Linked DNA regions of Sus scrofa: region 1 is linked to region 2. Evidence: chromatin contacts called from public promoter capture Hi-C data. All regions are on one chromosome and are shown on one strand. Each heading gives the region's core, a stretch centred on a gene start, on an enhancer-like site or on the middle of the called end of the contact. The rest is flanking DNA. Distances are from core to core; before and after follow the strand shown. Region 1 holds the start of ATG2A (autophagy related 2A). Region 2 holds the start of FAU (ubiquitin-like protein FUBI).

Region 1 (6,772 bases), core at 3,849-6,348, 190 kb before region 2:
AGATGAAGGGGGGGCCAAGCCCCACATGCCCGCCCTCGCCTCCAGGCCCTGCCTCGCTTGCCCTGGCGCTCAGCCCTTACCTCTGCGTACTCGGGCTCCGAAGCGCCCCGGGGCCACAGACACTCCAGCACCTCCAGCTGCCCGAAGTGCACCTCCGTGCTGGTCACCCGCCGGCCCCTGCTGGTCCGGAGCTCCCAGGACAGCTGTACGGCGGCACCTGTTAGCCTACGGGGAGGAAGCTGGGCATTGGAAGGGGGCCTGGGGGCCCAAGGAGTCCCCTCCAGCTCAGGCCCCACCATGGGCTTGTACCGGACATGGCTACAGGGACAGGCCCTCTGGAAGCGCGGTCGGAGATGGGAGAAGTCATGGGAGCCAAAGGACCCATCCTTGGAGGCATCAAACTCAGCAAAAAAGTGGGTGGTGAGGTCAGCTGGTCCGGAAGATGGGGCGCACGTCTGAAGTAAGGTCAGGGTCACGCCCCCCAAAGTCATCTTCAGCAGCGAGTCGGGGCGCAGGGTGTTCGAAGGGGGTGCAGGGGCCGTCTTACCTGAGCGGACAAAGGCTTCAGGGCAGGCTCCCCAGAGCTCCCGGGCACCCCAAGCCACAAGGACTGGCGCTGGGCCTTCCTCCAGCCCGTCCTGCCCCTGGAGGACTCACCGGTTGGGGGGGCCTGGGCAGACGGCCGGCGAGACGCAGGGGTGCTGTGCACAGAGGAGCCCAGGTCCACGTCGGAGAGGGAGAGCTCGGACAGGGCCGAGGCCACACTGCTTGTGAGGCCCGTCATGGAGAAGAAGAGGTCTGTGGGCCAGAGGAGGGGGTCAGAGCCAGCCAGGCTTGTCCCCCTGACTCCTGCAGCCACTGCAGACACCCCACCAACAGCCAGGTCTGGCTCCACACCCACCAGTGCTCTCCAGGTTGACGAGGGGGTGCGAGAAAGGGTCTGGGCTGAGGGGCTCAGCTACAGTCCCTGCCTGCAGCTGCTGGTTCAGATCCTGCTCGATCAGCCACAGGTCTTCAGCACCTAGTGGGCGGCTCTTATTCAGCTTGTCAGCCAGGCCCTCGGGGTCTACAAAGGACACTTGTGTCAGTCTAGTCCGGATGGCCCCCTCGCAGCCACCCTGTCCCCCTGGCCCGCCTGGAGGCCTCACCTGCAAGACTCACGGCGCCGAGCAGTTCCTGGAGCTGCTGGAGCTGCTGCGGGGTCAGGAGCAGGTGCAGGGAGCCCAGCTGTCCAGACACCTCCAGCTGGGGGTGGAGAAAGCAACCGTGGAGCCCACACCAGCCACTGCCGCCACCCACCTGCCCTCACCCTGACAAGGTACAATGCTCGCTGCCAGGCTAAGCTCCGTCACCAACCGGCTGGCTGTGTGACCCTGGCTACAACCCGACCCCTCTGAGCCTGGGTTTCTCCAGTTGCCAGAAGGCAGTGATCTGCCCCACTCAGTGACCCCGCTCTGTGCCAGGGAAGATCAGCATTGCTGAGGAAGGCTCTGAGATGGGGCACCCTCCCCCCCCAGGGGTCTGAGGACCCACCTTGGGGCCTGGGAAGGCCTCATTCTGCTTCAGTTTCACCGTGAGCTCCAGGCACCCTGAGCAGCTGCCTATCTGCAAAGGAGGCTGTGCAGGTCCTTCCTGGGAGGCGAGAGGACACAGGAGGGCAGGGGACAAAAAGGGCCAGTCGTGACAAAACGGTCAGAGGGATGGAGGTGGAGCAGGGCAGGGTCAAGGGCCAGAGAGGACAGGGGTTAGAGGGAGAAAGCCACAGTGAGGACCAGGGTCGGCCCACCTGCGGGGGGAGCTCCTCGAAGTGCAGGCGGACCCCCGCCAGCTGCAGCAGCTTGTGGAGGAAGGCGGGGGGCTGGTGCACATCCACGGGCGGTGCCTGGCTCGGGTCTCGCACGGCCTCATCGCAGTACTCCAGTCTGGGGAGTGGAGGGCCAGCTCTTGCCCAGGCCTCCCTGGGCTGGTTTCCCGCTGCCCTCAGTGTCTGCCCCAGGGGCCTGGGGTTGGCAAAGTCCGGCCTGCAGGGCTGCCCCATCAGAGCCAGGCCCTCTTGGGCCTCCATGGCCAGTGCTTGCTCCACAGACCCTCAGCATGTCACCTGATCCTCAGGGCCCCGGCCACCCTGGGCCTGCACCACCTGGCCCCTGGACACCCACCCCAGGCTCACAACACAGCTCCGGTCACGCCGCGGCCCAGGCCCACCTGGACTTGCTCCGAAACTTTCCAGGAGCCCGGGCTGGGAGTGGGGTCAGGGGCAGAGCCATTCAGCAGCCACTCACCCCGCTCTCCCTCACACCAGCCTGGCCTGCTTGGCCGGCCCCCTACCTTTGCACATGGATTTCCACGGCCACGCCACGCTCCCCGTCACTGGGCGAGTGCTCCACCCTCACGACAGTATCTAAGAAGGTCACCTTGATCCTTCGCAGTACTGAGGGGTGGGAAGGGGTCTCAGGTTGGGCAGAGCAGCAAGGGGCAGACAGAGTTTCCCTGCCTGAGGCCCCTGCCCTATGGGCCGTGGAAGGGCCTGCTCACCTGTCTCGATGGTCTGGGCAAACATCTCCAGTCCTTCCAGGGGCTGTGGTGGCTCAGAGGGTTCGGGCAGCCCGTCCCGCAGGCACTCCTGAGCCAGCTGCATGCTTGTGGTCATGCACGAGGCCCAGCTCTGTGAGTCGGCAGCCCCCGGCCCTGCAGGCAGAAGAGGGTCTCAGGGCGGGCAGGCCCAGGCCACTCCTGGGTGCCCTGCTCCCCGGCCCTCACCCCCACCCCCTGCCCCAGCTTCGCCCTGCCCTCACCTGGGCCCTGGCGGGGCTGTAAGGTGAGCTGGAGCCCTGACACGTGCACAGTGCAGTGGTCAGTGAGCAGCGCGGCCCAGGGCACAGCCACCTCGATAGAGCCCACGAAGCCTTCCACCAGCTCCAGCGGTGACTCCATGGACTCCAGCACCTCATTCACCGACTGGGAGCAGGCAGGAGACAAAGCCAGCTCAGGGGAGCCCCAGAGCCAGCTGGCTCCCTGGCGCTGCTCTCTGCCTGGCTGGTCCTGCTTGGAGAACGCCCTTGCTACCTAGTACAAGGTACAGTCTTTGCACCATTGTTCCCTACACATGGAGAGTCCCATGTGCGCAGTCTCTCCAACCAGAAGAGGGGAGAGCTGAGGGATGAAGAAGGAGCCCCGCATGGGGACAGCACATGCAAAGGCCTTGCTGAGAGTGGCAGCACCCCCGATCATCCGGGTGAGATGGAGTTTAGGAGAGTGTCCAGGAGAGGCAGGCAGGGGTCTGACCTGAGTGGGAGCGGGCCCCCAGCTCCAGAGACACATGATGTCACGGTCCCTCTCTCTGAGGCGCAGCTCTGGTTTCTGATAGGGGAGATGTACCCCCACCAGTCTGGGAGCTCCCCGCAGGCAGGAGCCCACCTGCCTTCTCGGAGTGACTCCAGGCACTCTGTGTGGTGCCCCCCAGAGAGGGCCTCAGTAAACACTTGCTGGACCCATGAATTAGATACATGACAGAACCAGGAGACCCAAAGAGATCAAGTCCAAATTCCTCACTCAGAGAGCCACAGATGGGAACACTTCAGGGACTAGGCTTGTCACCCTGTATACTATGGGGACAGGGACTGAGACCCATGCCTCATTTCTCATCCTCTCCTGGGGTCCCAGGCACTCTGGGGACCTGCAGGCCAGGCAGCTGGGAGAAGGGCTGGCATCCTGGGAAAGCACCTTCAATCCACCTCGGCCCAAGCCCTCCCTGGAGGCCAAGAGGAAAGCAGCCTAGCTAGGAGCCAATTAAATCCCTAACCAGAGGGCAGGGTGGGTGGGAACACAGAAAGAGGCTGAGGTCAGAGGTCAGAAAAGGTCTCCTGCACCGGGATTCACAGGCAAGAAGTGCCACCAACTCCGGGCTCAGGAGTCTCTGCTCAGGAAGGCCGGCTTCTCCTGCCCAGACTGTATTAAGGCTGAGCACCCTGTCTGCTCCCCCAGAAGACTGAGAAGCCCCTGATTCCATGCCCACCCCTGTTACTTTGGACTGGGGGGCTGACCCAGTGCCAGACCCGGTCTGGTGCCTCTAAGCAACTTTGCAACTTCCCAGGTCAGCTGAACGGTGAGTCACAGCCCCCAGGCTCAGGCCTGACCCAGACTTTACTCCTCTCTGCTTCCCCAAAGTCGCTCTTCTCTGCCTGAGGCCAGGCCTCTCCACCTTTCTCCGAGGGCTTTCCTCTAGGTGGGGATGCCGGATGCCCAAGCCCCTCCCCAAACACCAACTTGGTCCATCCCACTCTCTCCAAAGCAGGAAGTAAGGCAGCGAGGCAGCCACACAAAGTGTTGATCAACACTGGTGCTGACGCGGTTGTTGACATACATATCCCGCGGTGAACCCCACCCCCTGGGCCCAGGGTCGTGGGGTTAGGAGGTCAGGGCACCTTTCCCACAGGTGCCCTCAGCAGGGTCCTGGACCTCTTCCAGACTCCCCTAACCAGCGATATGCCCAAACTCTGTCACTTCCCTGGCCTGGTCCCAACAGAGGCCCCCTGGTTTCTCTGATCCCTCCCCTCCCTTTCCTAAGCCCCATTGGCACCAAGTGCTCAACTCGGGCCTCAAACATGATATGCTTATTCTGTCACTTATCTCCAGATGAGTGACATCCCAATCCTCAGTCTCAGTTTCCCCTCCTGTGAAGCAGAGGCAGGAACCCCCTTCCCGTACAGCTTCTGGCTCTAGAGGCGATCAGCTGGGGTCCCTGTGACCCCTGGAAGGGGCTGGACGCCCAAGGCCTTTCCACCCCGGTGCCTGGTCCCCTAGTCCGATTCTTTCGCAAGGAGCCTCAGGTCGCTGCGCCCCCTCCTCCCCGTTCGGACCCTTCCAGGGCTCCGGCCTGAATCCTCACCCAGATTTCCAGGTGTATATCCCTCAGGGCAACGCTGCCCTTGTATAGATCGAGGCTGAGCTGGTCCAGGCTGAGGTGCTCCTGGAAGAAGTGACCCAAGTAGTGGTGCAGCAAGTAGCGGCAGACCCGCTCTTTCACACAGTTTGACCATGGCCACAGCCATCGTGACATCTCGGAGAGCGCCGGGCCCGGGCCGCCTCCGCTTGCCGCCCGCCAGCGTTCCCCGTCCGGTTGCGCTGTTCACTAGAGCCCCCGGCTCACCCCGCCGCTTCTCTTAGCGCCAGGCCGCACCCCCGGACGCCTGACCACGCCCCCCACGCTTATTGCCATTGGCCACTGGGAAGGGCGAGGCCTCCTGATTGGCCGCGGGGGCGGAGCCTTGAGGCGCGAAAAAGGGACTGGGCTCGCGGTACGATATAGGGCTCCCAATCTTGATTTACGCTTGCGTATAAATTCTGTGTGGGAGGACCTTTAACCTCTCTCCTAAGGGCTCTGGGAAGGCTGTTGTGGCTTGAGGTACCAGCCCCGCAAAGGAATGCGCATGTGCCGACTCGTCCAACTAGTACTTGAGGTAGTTGGGAAGGATTTAAAGGGACAGTGTCCCATCCAACTTCGCTGTGCGCTTTCCAGAAGAATAGTCAGTGCGAGAGCCCCAGCTCGCATCTTTAGAAAGATTAAGTGAATAAACACTTGCATTTTATAAAACGCCTTACCTTCCTTTATCTCATTCAACCTTCACAACGATCTTCTAAGATAGAGATCATTGTCACTATTTTACGGAAAAGAAAAACTGATTTAAACAGAAAGCATCATGAAGGACGTCTTGTCTTCCACTCCTCACCTGAAATGCGGGACAGATTAACTGATCATCCCTTCTCCCTGTAGTTGGCCAGGCCTCTGGCCCCTCCCTGTAACAACAGCAACAACAACAACAATAATAATAACAACAATTTTTTACATCCCAAATCCTCAAACTCAATAGTGGAGTTCTCTTGTGCTGCATCAGGTTAAGGATCCAGTGTTGTCACTGTAATTGCTTGGGTCACTGCTGGGGTGCTGGTTCAATCCCTGGCCTGGGGAACTTTCACATTCTGCTGGAGCAGCCAAAAACAAAAAACAAAAAACACAAACAAACCCAAAACAAAACAAAAACCCAAGACACAAAGGATGGATTCCAACCCCCTTGAGCAGAGATTCATTGTTTGGTATCACCCTTGAGCTAAGAATGGTTTTTACATATTCCAAGAGTTGGAAAAAACCCAAATGGGTAAGATTTCATGATGTGAAAATCATATGAACTTCACTAGTGTGTCCACAAATAAAGTTTTAGTGTTACACAGCCGTGCTTGTTTGAATAAGTATTCTCTAGGGCTCCTTTCTTACCATAGCAGGGTTGAGTACTTGAGACAGAGGCCTACAAAGCCTAATAATTTATTTTCTGGTCCTTTACAGAAAAAGTTTGCCCAGCCCTGCTCCACAAGACCCTAACATCATGATGACTGAAGATGGAATTATAATTCCATTTTAGCTTTAGCAGGGAGATGGACTGCAGTCTAAAGCCAAAATTCAGCCTGAAGCGAGGGCAGCCCCTCTGGCCTGAGGGGCAGGGATCAAGATTCCAGTGCCAGCTCTGTGTGGCTTCAAGCAAGTCCTATTTAAGCTGCTCCTATTGTGAGCCTGTTTTATCACTCTTAACCTGGGGTTGGGCTCATAGGCGGGACAGCTCCTTACCTGGGAGAGACTGAGGAACAGCCTCAGAGAACTGCAGGAAACGCTAAGACCCCCCCTGTCCTAGGAGCCTGGCTAATAGGATGGCTGCTCAGAAAATGATTGTGAAATGAATCAAGAGATCTGCCTGACCCCTGTGACAGGCCAGGGGCAGAG
Region 2 (7,364 bases), core at 1,920-4,419:
GGGTACCTGTCCTAATAGAGCTTAGTTTGTGGTAGTGGTGTGGGGGAGTGACTGACCCACAAACTGTGCCTCGATCCACGGCACCCCTGAAAGTAAGCTCTAGTTCTGTGGTCCTTCACTCACACCCAGTCCTGCCTTTGGGCTGCCTTCGAAATTCCTTGTCTTTATCTCAACATGGCCCATTTATTTGCCCACCAAGTTCTGGATGGATTTGAGGAGTCTGCTCATTTTTTGCACCCCCTCCACCACTGGTGGCCTAAGCTACTTATTCCTCAATTGGATGGCATCAGCTTAACTGGCTTCCTAATTTTCTTACCTGCCAGCCCTCCAGAAAAGTCAGCCAAAGAAAATACTAGACAAGTCAGATCACACGAGACCCTTGTTAAAACCCTTACCTGCACTTGGTAACTTTATATTGCACTTGGGACTCCAACCCAAACTCTTCTCCATGTCTGACAAGACCCTGCAGACCTGCACACACCTTTGCACACAGTTCTCTTGGTTGAACTCTCACCATCTCACTTCCTGATGGGCTCCTGTTTCAGGTCTCACATAGCCCATCCTCAGACCTCCCGAAAGATAGGGTATAGCTCTCCGCCCTCACACTCCCCTTCATTACAGCACCCTGCCTACTTTTCTTTGAAACTGTAACACTTTTAAGTATTTAGTTCCCTTGTTTTCCCCACAACATGCTAAACCCCTAGAAGGCATGGGGGCCAGTATCTTCCAGAACAATCACTACAAAAGACACAAATAACCAACATGTTTGTGTTTTCTACATGGCAGGCAGATTCGGATTTAAGCACTTGACACAATTTAATCTTCACAGCAACTCTCAAGAGATGATGGCAGAGATTAAATAGTTCATGCCAGTAAATAAATGCAACAAGTATCCAAACTCAAGACAGTTCAAGTCTAGAGCCTAAAGTCTTCACCGCATAACATGCCGTATTCCAAGAACCGGCAGACTCTGAATGGTATGCATGCATTGCTAGGAGGGAACCTAAATCGACCCCAGAGAACCCCACTTCTAGAAACACTGAAATAATCAAACTGATTAGGTTAGCAAAACCAGCCAGTCAGAACAAACAAAATCACTAGGACCAATTGGTTTACCAGCCTTCCCCCCCCCCCCCAAGTTGCTGACTCTACTCCACTGCTAAGAAACCAAAACGAGACCTGTTTTTCACAACACCAGCCCTAGAACTAGAAGCCACATCTCTCTCTGAGGCCTGCACAAATGAAGATGAAACAATGAGATGATTGGACTAAGTGGCTTTATTAGTGAAAGCCGGGATTACAAAGGACTTAAGAGTTGGCATTGGGTCCCTTCTTCTTGCCAAAGGTGGGCACGACATTGACAAAGCGCCGGTTGTATTGCATACGTCTCTTGGCCCGGCCGGTCTTCTTCTTCTTTTTCTCTTGTTTGGCCACCTGGGAAAAGGGAGATTTGATCAGCCCAGGGTTGCCTCTTCCACCTTCCCTCAGGTTCACTGCCAGCCAGGAAGAGAGCAAACATGGCAAGAGCCAAAGGTTTTGGCTTAGCTGTGTCAGGGGAAAAAAAGTCCAAACACCACCACTAATACTCTCACTCACCTTGGGAGTCTGACCTCTGACTTTCCCAGCACGGGCCAGGGAACCATGAACTTTACCTGTGGTAAGAAAGGAGGACAGCAGTTAGAACAAGAAGGCCCCACCCAGCAGAATCCTTTCTCCCTCAACTCAAGCTTTAAAGGTAAGATGGGCCCAACAGGGAATTAAAACAAAGTCGTAGAGATCTGAACTCTGACCAAGAATATCCAGTCTAGTACATCCTGGGGTTTCACTTCAGGATTTTCCAGCTCCTGACTTACACCACAGCTCATGGCAACTTGGGATCCTTAATCCACCGAGCAAGACCAGGGGGTGGAACCCGCATCCTCATGGATACTCGTTGGGTTTGTAACCTGCTTAGCCACAAAGGGAACTCCAGCTCCTGACTTTAAACAAGACCTAGAGAGCACCTTGGTGATCTGCTCTAACCTCCTGATTTTCCTGAGGAAACTGAGACATAGACAAGGATCTATTTAGAAAGTGACTGAAATAGAACTACCGTCTAGAGAAGTTTCCCACAGACCTCTCAAGAGTTCCTCTTGAGGGAGGGAAACATGAAGAACCACCCTGGATTGAGGACCCTGAACTCCACACCCTACACCCATGAACTTACAAGCAGTTCAAGGTACAGTGCTCCCTAACTCACCTCCAAGCATACGGCCGGCTACTTCCAGAGTGCTCAGGGCCTCCACCCCACACTGGCCGAGGATGGCATCATCCTCCAGGGGCGTGCCTGCCAAGAGCAGGACTTGATCTTCTGGAGCGATGCCCTCCAACGAGGCTACATGAGCCTAAATGGAAAAACAAGACTCATTAACGTTCCCGCGGAAGGCAAAGGCGAACACAAAAGACCCCAGGAAACACTACGACGCCTCACCTTGATCTGGGCGACCGTCTCCTGGCCGGTCACCTCGAGAGTGTGTAGCTCCTGGGCGCGGACAAAGAGCTGCATGTTGGCGACTGAAAAAAAAAAAAGGGGTTGCCTGTAAGAGAATAAATACTCTGGGACAGAAGGGATCAGGTAATGGGGGATGGGCCGGGGGCGACTGCGCCGGGGAGCAGCTGGTCTCGGGGTCTCACGTGGGTAAGGCCGGACCTGCCAGGGGGGTCCGATGGGGATCGGCCAGGCCCCCCGACCAGCCCTCTTCCTCTTTTTTCCCCGTTCCTTCTAACCTCGCAGCCAAGCCCCAAATAAGACCTCCGGATCTATCCAAGGCCAAAATCTTACCTGAAGCGCGGACACCCCTGCCGCTACCGCGAAGATGGAGTCGAGAAAGAGGAAGGAGCGAGGGCGCGCACGTCCTCTCCGCCTGCTGCGTGCCACGTCACTACTGAGCGACCGCCAAGATCTCTGATTTTTGTACCGCCCAGAGCCGTCCTGGCTCCGCCTCCTTACGCTTTGCGCAGGCGTTCTCTCGGTCCTGGGCGGAGCGATCATAAAGGGGCTGGACCAGGCGGGTTGCGTGCGCAGAAAGCTAGTGTACCTGGGCTGTTCGAGATGGCGGCGACTGTGCTCTGCGGTGTACTTCGTGCCTGGAGAACTGGCGTCCCGCTGGGCTGCGGGCTACGGCGGCTGGTGAGAGCGCTGAGCCTGGTGCTGGAAGCAGAGGGCTGGTTGTGAGGCTGTTATCCCTTGCTCGTCCCTTCTTGGGGGTCGCTTTTCTGGAGCTCAGATACTAGACTGAGAGGGAAGGGGGCAGGGCCTGAAGTGGGCTCCGGATTGTGGGGCTTAAGATACTGAAATATGATTGGAGGACAGCCTGAGTTAGAACTAGGTGCTGGGCATCGATTCTTGCTGATTTTACGTACACACACACACACACACGTAGACAAAATATTTTTTTGGCCGCGAGACATGTGGAATTCAGGGTTCGAACCTGCCAGAGCAGCGACCTCAGCCCCCGCAGACAGCAGTGACAACGCCGGATCCTTAACCGCTGCCCCGCAAAAGAACTCCGCTGCCTTATTTTTTGAAGGGGACACCGTTGTAGACGTTGGAGGTTGGCCCCAGATCTTGGCGGCACCTCTGGGAACCTAAGACTCACAATGTATAGGACTGAACATCTTTCTTCTGATTCTTTTTGTGACCCTGGGACCTATCAGGAGTTCTGGGTATCTGCTGGGAGAAGTATGGGAGGATAGGAATGTGACCTCAGGTAGATTGTTTGCTAATGTCTTGATATTTCTTGGATATAAAAAGAAGATAATAAAATACCTAATGTATCAAATTATAAGAATTGAGTGAGGAATTTCTGTCGTGGCTCAGCAGTTAATGAATCCGATTAGCATTCATTAGGATGCGGGTTTGATCCCTGGCCTCGCTCAGTGGGTTAAGGATCCGGGGTTGCCACGAGCTGTGGTGTAGGTTGGGTGTTGCTGTGGTTGTGGCATAGACAGGTAGTATAGCTCCAGTTCGACCCCTAGCCTGGGAATCTCCACATGTCAAGGTGCGGCCCTAAAAAAAAAGATCAAAAAAAAAAAAAAATTCTAAGAGAGGTGGGCCTGAGTTCCTGAACTTCTTTTTAAGTCCCCTCAGTATCCTGCACCCGGGACTGAAGTCTGGTGCTTTCCTGCCTCAGCCTTTTCTTTAAGCCCTTCTCTCTGCTTGTAATGTTTCCTTTTCCTGCTTGAGGAAAGGTCTGCCTGTTGGGGGCTGGGTGGTGGGTGGGCTGATGGGAGATGGTCGTTTGTTTGTTTTTGCCTCAGAGCCAGACCCAGGGGACCCCTGAATACCCCAGCTTCGTGGAGTCTGTGGATGAATACCATTTCGTGGAGCGCCTCTTACCCCCTGCCAGCATCCCAAAGCCCCCAAAGCACGAACATTATCCCACTCCTAGTGGCTGGCAGCCCCCCAGAGGTGAGCAGGGTTCTGGGGATGGCGTGAAGGCTGCAGGAAAACATCCCCTCCGTAGGGGTCTCTGCCCTGGCTGAGGCTCTGGATTCCTGGTGGGTTCAGGACTGGCAACCCCGAGCTAGCATCTGTCTGTGTTCAGGGAAGGGCCCCGAATGGAGCACTGTTTTACTAGTACCGCCCCCACACACGATTGGGGTGGGGTCTTGCCCTGTGGGAAAAGCAAAGCATAGAGAGAAGACCCAAGAATTTGGACCCCTACCCCCATCCCTGGCCATAAGTGAGAACACAGCTTGGGAGTTGGGCAGTTCTGGATCCACAGATTCGCAGTTCTGGCCAGGGTTTTTTGTTTGTTTTCCATTTTAGAGCTGCACCCCAGGCATATGGAAGTTCCTGGGCTAGGGGTTGAGTCAGAGCTGCAGCTGACAGTTTATGCCACAGCCACAGCAGTGCCAGATCTGAGCCACATCTGTGATCTACACCACAGCTTGCAGCAGTGCTGGATTTTTTTTTTTTTTTTTTTTTTGTCTTTTTGCTATTTCTTGGGCCGCTCCCACGGCATATGGAGGTTCCCAGGCTAGGGGTCCAATCAGAGCTGTCGCTGCCTGCCTACACCAGAGCCACAGTAACGCGGGATCCGAGCCGCATCTGCAACCTACACCACAGCTCAGGGCAACGCCGGATCGTTAACCCACTGAGCAAGGGCAGGGACCGAACCCGCAACCTCATGGTTCCTAGTCGGATTTGTTAACCACTGCGCCACGACGGGAACTCCAGTGCTGGATCTTTAATGCACTGAGCGAGGCCAGAGATTGAACCCACTCCTTCATGGATGCTAGTTGGGTTCTTAACCCAACTAGTGAACAGCAGGAACTCCCTATTGCCAGTATTTTTGAGTAAGTCACTTAGCTTCTCCCAACTTCAGTTTCAGCAAAATAGAGATAATCTGCTCAGCACATAAAATGCATTGTGCAGAGCCCAGCCCGTGGTAGGTTTTCATTGCTTAGAAATACCCATCCCTGGAGTTCCCTGGTGGTTCATCAGGTTAAGGATCCTGCATTGTCACTGCTATGGTTCAGGTCCCTGCCATGGTGTGGGTTTGATCCTGGGCCCAGGAATTTCCACATGCTGTGGATGTGGCCAGACCTCTGTTCCAACCTCTTCTCCACAAAAAACCCCAATAAATACCCATCCTTTTGTGCTAGAGCTTGATTTTAGCCTCCCTGTTTCAGTGGAGGAGAGCAAGGATTGGCTCCAGAGGACCTAAAGAGGCATAGCCCTGACTTCATTTCTTCTTGAGTGCCTGGTGCCAGGCCCTATGCTGGGCCTTGAGGTACCAAGAACAGGCTGGTCCTGGTCCTAAACTTAGGGCAAGTGCAAGTCTCCTGATCTCAAGTCTGGAGGTGGCTTTGCTGTTGGGTTCACTGACCCTCTGCCTACTCTGTGGAGAAAGGCCTTGGTGGAGGGGCCACGAGGTCTAGGAGCTTTTGCCTCATCACCGCCCCTCCCTGCCGCAGACCCTGCGCCCAGCCTGCCCTACTTCGTGCGGCGCTCGAGGATGCACAACATCCCCGTCTACAGGGACATCACACACGGCAACCGTCAGATGACTGTGATCCGCAAGGTGGAGGGAGACATTTGGGTGAGTGGGCGCGTGGCTCGGGGCGATTCTGACCCCTTGGGGGCTGAAGGGGTGAGAGCCTGCAAGAGGGTCGGGTCTCCTGACCAGGCCCGATGTGTTATTATTTCCCCCCAGGCCCTGCAGAAGGATGTGGAAGATTTTCTGAGCCCGCTGCTGGGGAAGACACCTGTCACCCAGGTCAATGAGGTGACAGGTACCCTTCGGGTCAAGGGCTACTTTGACCAGCAGCTCAAAGCCTGGCTTCTGGAGAAGGGCTTCTGAAGCCCGGCTGAGCAGCGTGCATCACAGTGTCCCCCTCAGACTGGAGTCTTGGGGTCTCAGGAGGAGGGAGGTGACCATGGGAGCAACTGGGACAGCAGGTAGAGACCAGGGTGGAGGGCTTTCGAGTGGGACTTGCTTGTATGAAGGAAGAAATGGGACCGTGTGCTGGGGAGGGCCTCTAGAGACCCACCAGCAATAGTCAAGCTGGCGGGGGGTTAATTGCTCCCCCCGCCACACACACACACACACACACACACACACGCTTTGGCCTGTTCCTGCTCTCCCTTCATGGGAGCTCCTTGGACTCAGCCATTCAACTTTCAGAGGTAACTGGCTACCCCTCTGGTGGAAGCAACAGCCCAACCCAGTTTGCAGGAGACGGCAGCACAGGCCAGACCCACCGGGCACGTTCCTTCTTGGGCTCTCACACCGTCACTGCCCCACAAATCCTGAGCCCGCTTGGTAGGGGCCACAGAACACAAGATGACTCAGACGTGGGTCCTGAAGGTCTTCAGTTCCACGTGCAGCACATCAGCCCCTGGGCTCACTCCTTCCACCCCGCAGAGGTAGGAGGGCCGCCAGCAGGACTCTTCCAGACTGGAGTTGGGCCTGACTGGGTTCCCAGCTCCAGCAAGCTAAGGGATGAGCTCTAGCTGGCCTGCCCACAAGGGGGTGCTTAAGAGCTCCCGGCGGCCCAGCAAAGGGCCATCCTTCCCAGGGTGCTGACCTAGTATCAGGGCTGGACAGCGGGTTTGCGGGCAGGAAGATGCTGTCCTTTGGCCTCTGCCATCTCATCCCACCCCAGCCTAGGAACTTCGTACTTGGGAGTCACAAGGACCAGAAGCCCGAATTCCCACCCAAGCTCAGTATCAAACTGGCTGTGGCAGGTTTCGAAGTCTGGCTTCCCCTGCGTGCTCTGACCTAAGGACCAGGCACTTCACCTTTCTGGGGCTTTCTTCGTGTGTAAAACGGATATATTTTCCTAATATGTTAATATTCGACAGTGTGCCCAAGGAC

Evidence for each region. Promoter capture Hi-C pulls out the DNA fragments that hold promoters and counts their contacts.
Region 1: a contact with region 2 is called in a promoter capture Hi-C map of fetal liver, with 2.7 times the contacts expected there. The contact joins the promoter of ATG2A here to the promoter of FAU in region 2. A contact is called at or near these places in 2 of 5 promoter capture datasets (fetal liver and liver), 4 of 47 Hi-C or Micro-C datasets (heart right ventricle, liver, skeletal muscle and 1 more) and 1 of 2 datasets of contacts at active chromatin or transcription factors (alveolar macrophages).

What each region holds. Positions count from the first base shown.
Region 1 is chr2:7,260,357-7,267,128 of Sscrofa11.1, reverse strand. It overlaps ATG2A (autophagy related 2A), which reads right to left and starts at 5,098. Exons shown (of 43, transcript NM_001190278.1): 1 at 4,889-5,098; 2 at 2,796-2,958; 3 at 2,536-2,688; 4 at 2,329-2,431; 5 at 1,787-1,922; 6 at 1,534-1,632; 7 at 1,149-1,245; 8 at 902-1,066; 9 at 658-798; 10 at 310-547; 11 at 81-225. The coding sequence starts at 5,059.
Region 2 is chr2:7,066,708-7,074,071 of Sscrofa11.1, reverse strand. FAU (ubiquitin-like protein FUBI) reads right to left here and starts at 3,169. Exons shown (of 5, transcript XM_021082866.1): 1 at 2,822-3,169; 2 at 2,471-2,553; 3 at 2,240-2,384; 4 at 1,597-1,652; 5 at 1,261-1,434. The coding sequence starts at 2,545. The coding sequence ends at 1,309. It overlaps MRPL49 (mitochondrial ribosomal protein L49), which reads left to right and starts at 3,068. Exons shown (of 4, transcript NM_001245013.1): 1 at 3,068-3,169; 2 at 4,300-4,450; 3 at 5,962-6,086; 4 at 6,201-7,364. The coding sequence starts at 3,092. The coding sequence ends at 6,347.